Regions from separate parts of the Danio rerio genome. Here region 1 is linked to region 2. The links are chromatin contacts, called in public HiChIP or PLAC-seq maps. All regions are on one chromosome and are shown on one strand. The core of a region is the stretch at or near the end of the contact, and the rest is flanking DNA. Distances in the headings are between cores, read along the strand shown.

Evidence for each region. HiChIP or PLAC-seq counts read pairs in DNA pulled down with a chosen protein or histone mark.
Region 1: an H3K4me3 HiChIP or PLAC-seq map of embryo shows a contact between it and region 2, with 2.1 times the contacts expected there. The contact joins the promoter of commd6 here to the promoter of si:dkey-229b18.3 in region 2. A contact is called at or near these places in 2 of 4 datasets of contacts at active chromatin or transcription factors (embryo and gastrula embryo).

What each region holds. Positions count from the first base shown.
Region 1 is chr9:32,253,432-32,256,658 of GRCz12tu, forward strand. It overlaps commd6 (COMM domain containing 6), which reads left to right and starts at 1,793. Exons shown (of 7, transcript XM_001332052.7): 1 at 1,793-1,985. The coding sequence starts at 1,961. It overlaps morc3a (MORC family CW-type zinc finger 3a), which reads right to left and starts at 332. Exons shown (of 19, transcript NM_001089366.1): 1 at 267-332. The coding sequence starts at 305.
Region 2 is chr9:32,178,665-32,182,103 of GRCz12tu, forward strand. si:dkey-229b18.3 reads right to left here and starts at 1,252. Exons shown (of 7, transcript XM_682097.9): 1 at 1-1,252. The coding sequence starts at 182.

The sequences.
Region 1 (3,227 bases), core at 543-3,042, 75 kb after region 2:
TCAACAGACACGCGTCACAGGAAAACAAATGCAGTAAAAATGACAACATATAGTTTCACACACGCTAGTAACATTAATTGTTGTACGTCAAGAGCAAACGCATAGGGAATTTAAAATGGCATGTAACCCGTCAACTTGACAATGCTAACAGTGCGGGAAATTCTCGCGAATAACTTTTCAGTATATCGTCTGTTAACATTGTGCCTACTGCTATGCGTTAATTACACGTGTCAGGTTGTAATAAGAGATGTAATAAGCCTTCGTACCGCACTGAGGAGAATCCCTCTCTCTGTTTGCGCCGCCATCCTCGAACATCCAACCCGCGACGATACAAAACTTCCAGAGGGTGTGAGTGCAACATCCGGAACGACTCGAAAACGGTTTTTTCAAAATAAGAGCTTAAAGAATGAGTTTGAGTCATGAAGATAATAATAATAATAATAATAATAATAATAATAATAATAATAATAATAATAATAAATAGCGTTAGATTAATTAATAAAAGATGTAATTAATAATTTTAATTATAACATGCACGGTGGTGCAGTCGGTAGCGCTCTCGCTTCATAGCAAGAAGGTCGCTGGTTCGAGCCTCGGCTGGGTCAGGTGGCATTTTGTGGGTTTCCTCCGGGTGCTTCAGTTTCCCCCACAGTTCAAAGAAATGCTCTATAGGTGAATTGAATAAATTAAACTGAATGTAGTGCATGCCTATGAATGAGTGTGTATGGGTGTTTCCCAGTACTGGATTACAACGGAAAGGGCAACTGCTGCGTAAAATATATGCTGGATAAGTTGGCGATTCATTCCACTGTGGGGACCCCTGATGAATAAAGGGACAGAAGCCAAAGGAAAATAAATGAATGAATGATCATTCTGTGTACAGTTGTAGGGATGAAGAAAGTACATAATGTGAGGCTTTATAGCTTTTAGATTTTAGCTTTTATCTAGTGCTAAGCAAAGAATAATCATAATTGATCTCATCCATTTTGACATAATGTGTTTTTTTATACATTTGTTATGTATATGTGATTCACACACATACACAGAACAACTTTTTTGTCACATATATGTTTAAATATGTAAATTTTTTATTATATACATTTATATGTTATATCTAAATATAAACAAAGACTATACACAAAAAAGTTGATATAAACATTTTTGCAATTATATGTATTCATGCATAAATTCAAAATAAATATGCACAGCACACACACACACACACACACACACACACACACACACACACACACACACACACACACTTTTTATTTTTTTATTTTGGATGAGATTAATCACATTTAATCTTTGCACAACACTATGTTTAACTTAATAGCTTTTTAATCATTTAAATTTTAATAGGATATTACTTTCTATATTATAAGTACAGCACAGAAGGAAAATGTTGAATGCTCAATTACAGTGTAAGATTGTTTCGACAATTTTCACAAATATAATTTGAATAAATATATAGACACTTACAATCAATATGTTTTTATCAATTAAATCATTCAATCAATCAAAATCAATTTATTAATTACATTTTTTGAATTTTTATTTGATGTCGAAACCAATTTTGGATGTCTCATTTTGACTCCCAAAGCACAACTTATTTTAAGAAACATCATATAAACCATAATGCTGGGTGTTTTCCCCTTTTGTTTAATTGCAAATTTAGAAGAAGTCAAAGGAAATTATTTAAATATGTTCCATGTGTTTTAATCTTTCCTGATGGTACCACCAGACCAACATCGAACTATTATTTTGAAAGAAAATGTCAATGAATTACTCCACTTCCGGTCGGTTACTTTTCCTTTCTGCTGAAGTGAATAAACAGTTGGATGAAAATTATTGTTCTATGCTGTAAAACATCCGAAATACTCTCTTCAATATCTCTTGAATACATGTTTGTCTATTTATTAATTTAGTTGTCTTATTGTAAATATTCCGGTAGAAGAAGATGTTAGATCTGGAGCTGTCAACTGGTAAGGAGAATTTATTTCTGCTTTCTTCCTTTTTTACGGCATGTGATTTAACGTTACTGCAGTCAACTCCTTCAGCTCTTTATACTATACAGACCGTTTATAGCAGATTTGCATTGTTAAACAGGGAATTAGGCGATTAATGATATTTCTACGGAATTCTTTAACGTTAGTTATGAAAAGGAAATTACTTTCATATTCATGTTACAAAGTTCATTATTTTACAAAGGATTATACATTCATAGTTTGTAAACAAATAAAAAGGGGTTTCGAGAATAAAAAAATACAATAAATATGCAACTTTACATTCCCCTCCCCATACTATGATTTATACCACTATGTTGATTATTTAATTATTGTTTTATTTATTATTTAATTGTTGCTAATGTAATTGTTTTTTTTTTTTTTTTTGCAAAATGTAACAATTAACAAGGAAAGCATTTATTGTATTTATTTATTAAATTTGATTTTTGTCGCTTTCATTTAAACCACTAGATTTTACTTCTTTGTCAGCAGTACGTTTTTAAAACATTTATATAATGAGGCTATATGAATAAGTATGTTTTATTTTTGCATAAATATCTGCTTTGACAAAATATAAAACTTCAATTGAGCAATTCCATGCAAAAGTAAAAAAAATAGCGAAACCCTTTCTAGGTTTTTTTATGTAGACTTGTATTTTACTGTAAAAATACTCAAACTTGCAAAAATTAAAAAAAAAACTAACAAACATCCCTAACAAAGTTTTTTTCCTCAAAATGCAAAAAATGTTAAATAAAATCAATAATTTTTGTTCTATAGAGAGCAACCATTATCCTTTTGATTAGCATTGCTTCTTTTGGGTTGTGCAGTTTAATTCACAGAATTTCTATAAAGTATGTCTTATACTGTAAACTAGCAGACTTTTTTGCTCGCATTCATGAAGCTATTTTATTTTTCTCATTTAAAATCTAAAAATTGTTTACAGATTGATATTTTTCTGATCCCATAACTCTGTGGTTGGTTGCTTTGGAAAATATAAACAAATGTTTCAATATAATATTAACATTCAGTTGAAGTCAGAATTATTAGCCTCCCTTCAAAATTTTTTTTAAAATTCTAATTTATATAATGTAACATATACAACTAATCATTTTTTATTTTTTTTCCAAATGATGTTTAACAGAGCAAGGAAATTTTGACAGTATGTCTGATAATATTTTTTTCTTCTGGAGCAAGTCTTATTTGTTTTATTTTGGCTAGAAT
Region 2 (3,439 bases), core at 2-2,501:
TGGACAAAACCCTTCTCCAACTTTTTGCGGAAAAGCGAGCCGTCGATGACCTCGAAGAGGGCTGAAGTAGAGACGGACGCGCAGTCGCCGTTCACAAATCCCGCGCGTGCCCGCTGCTCGTCCGCTGAGTGTTTAGTAGTGCGAAAGGTGTCATCAGAGTCGTAGGTGCATTCACTTGCCATTTTGACCAGTGTTCTTTCTCAAAACACTCTCACTTTAAGAGCAGCTTGTTTATAATCGTTTCCCCTGTGTGGAAAATGCTGAACTTTTAAAACAGGCTTCATCCACCGACATTGAGACTTCTGTAAATCCAGAGGATGCTCTAAGTGTCTATGAAGTTAAAAGTTCACAGCAAAATCCTCCAAATGAATTTTTAAGAAGCAAGTTAAATCGATTATGAATAAATAACAGTTTCACTATAACAGGTCTCCCGGTTGTTATTGATATGAAACACTGAATTAGAAGTCGAAATATTTCAACGTTACTGTAAAGTCCATCATCTTTGGTGCTTAAGATGTGCCAGACATTTTCACATCCTATCAAACGTAAAAGGCTGCATGAAAGATTGATTTCAAGACAAGCAAATAACACCACCAAAAGCCATTTTCGATCAATGTTGATTATTCAAAATAAATTAAAAAGCGGAGACGCGGATTGCAAGTTTTACAACAGCCCAGCTGTCCTGGGAAACAGAATTAAACAGAATCACGAACAAAAACAAGCCGATGCCAAATATATCGAAATATCCGAATCTGTCAAAACTGCAGTGGTTGTCATCCGTTAACATGAAATTACAATCATTTAGCCAGGTACTTTAGGGCCTCTTTCATAAGATGTAACTACACTTGAGTCAACAATGTGTCACGAACCGCCAACTACGTCATAATAGGAGAGCCAAGCGTCCACATTTGTCGGGCGGGCAGCAGTAAAATCGCGCGGAAGGGTCTTCCTCCTCTCGCGCGTGCAACTTGTGATTTCTTGAACTCGGTCTCTCAGCACGCCGCAGCTAATCTGTCGCGCGACCTATGCGCGAGAAGCGGAGGTCTTCCCGAAACACATCCAAACGCAACGACGGCCTCCAGAACCGACAATATCATCCGTGTGTTCTCCTTAACGGGCTCCGCGTCCGTTCACGTAACGTTAAAGCCAGTCAGATGATTAAATAATCCAATTTTTAACTCGTAGTCCTCTTGTTGGTTACCATTCGTCAACCTAACTTCGCTTCGACGCCCAATTGCCTCACCCCCTCCCTTCCTCGATGCGTATTGGAGTACTCTTTAAAGAACAGCCGCTGAGGACCACGCTATTGGCTATTTGGGCTGTCACTCACCAGACTGTTTTCCCTACTTTTTCCCTACATGACGATAGGTTGTTGACGTCAGCGTTACCTTACTTAGTGTCAAGTTTATCAATATGAAAAGCACAACAAAGCGAAAATATCGTTTCGCCTGGCCTTATTAAATTTGAGCTCTTCACAGACATATAATACAGATATTAATCTGCTTGAGTGTCGAGATCATGTCACAGTTTCGGTTATTATTTATTCATGCATTGGTCTTTGTGGGTGGTTCAGTTCTATTGCCATTTTTCGTATATTTACCAAAAATGAAAGAAGAGGGAACATAAAATAATAAGCTTATGCTTTCAACGAAGCGCTTTTAAAAGTACAGTTCACCCAAACATTTAAATTTACTCACTATTTACTCCCCATCATTTAGTTTCAAAGCGTAATGAGTTTATCTGCTGAACCTAAAAGAAGATCTTTTAAAGAAAGCTAAATACTGGCAATCTTGACTTCTATAGGGAAGAGCAGGAACGAAAGTAACATTTTTTATCATAAAAACATCACTTTAAAAGATAATGTTTTTAGCACAAATATATTTTTGCTCTTGTCTGTCAAAATCAGATGTTATTTTGTATCAGTGTAGAACAACTCCAATATAACTTCACTTTAAAAAAAAGTTGCACATTGTTTCTTTAAAGTTATGTTATTAAAGTAACATAATATTAGCTAGATACTGGGTTAATCTGTTTATTTTAAATATATCTAACTGTGACTTTGTTAATGTTTACTCCAAACATATTTGCCCTTTGTTTTTGCAAAATATATTAAACTGTATTTTCCTTTTAAATTTCAGCTCCATCGAATGTCTCAAAAGCTATCCAACATTGCAAAATGTTACACCTTTTGAATATTTTTTATTATTATTGGCAAAATGCATACATTTTATAAAACAGCTGAATCCAAACACTGCAAACTCTTATGTGAAAGTGAAAAATAGAGTTTGTCTATTAGCAGTGGGACATACAGTGTATGCGGAAAGTATTCATAGCGCTTCACTTTTTTTCAGTTTTTTTTTGTTACCGCCTTATTCCAAAAGGGATTAAATTAATTTATTTCCTCTAAATTCTGCACACAATACCCCATAACGTCAATGTGAAAAAATATGTTCTAAAATTGTCGCAAATTTATTAAAAAAAAAAAATCTGAAAAATCACATGTACAGAAGTATTCACAGCCTTTGCTCAATACTTTGTTGATGCGCCTTTTGGTAACAATTACAGCCTCAAGTCTTTTTGAATATGATGCTACAAGCTTGGCCCACCAGTCTTTGAGAATTTTTGGCACATTCCTCTTTGCAGTACTGCTCAAGCTCTATCAGGTTGGATGGGAAGCGACAATGTACAGCCATTTTCTGATCTCTCCTGAGATGTGTAATAGGATTTAGGTCTGGGCTCTGGCTGGGCCACTCAAGGACATTCACCAAGTTGTTGTGAAGCCACTACATTGTGCTGTTGAATGCAGTGTGCTTTGGGTCATTGTCCTGCTGGAAGATGAACCGTCGCCCCATTCTGTGGTCAAGAGCACTCTGAACCAGGTTTTTATTCAGGATGTCTCTGTACATTGCTGAATCAATCTTTCCCTCTAAACTGACTAGTCTTCCAGTTCCTGCTGCTGAAAAACATCCCCACAGCATGAATCTGCCACCACCATGCTTCACTGTAGGGATGGTATTAGCCTGGAGATGAACGGTGCCTGGTTTTCTCCAAACGTAATGTGAAGTAGCCAAAGTGAAGGGTGTATGTGTGAGCCCAATGCACTTTAACACCAGCATATTGCTCTATTCTGAACCATAAGTAAAAACAGTGATACATATTCAGTATTAATCCAAACGGTGGCAAAAGCTGAACTACTTTAAAACTTGACTGCCGCACGTGTGTAGGAATAGCTGATGGTGCAATGACAAACAGCAGAGGATCGCAAGCTCACAAATGCATTAAAATTTGTAAAATAGCAATTTGAGTTTTCAACGCGGTTTTAGACACAATATGTGAATATAAAAAGGTAACCAGATACAGTACATGCTACGTGGAGTAATTACAAGTAATTAAATACATCATTTGCAAGCTAGGGAAAACAAGGATCAACCATTTTAAT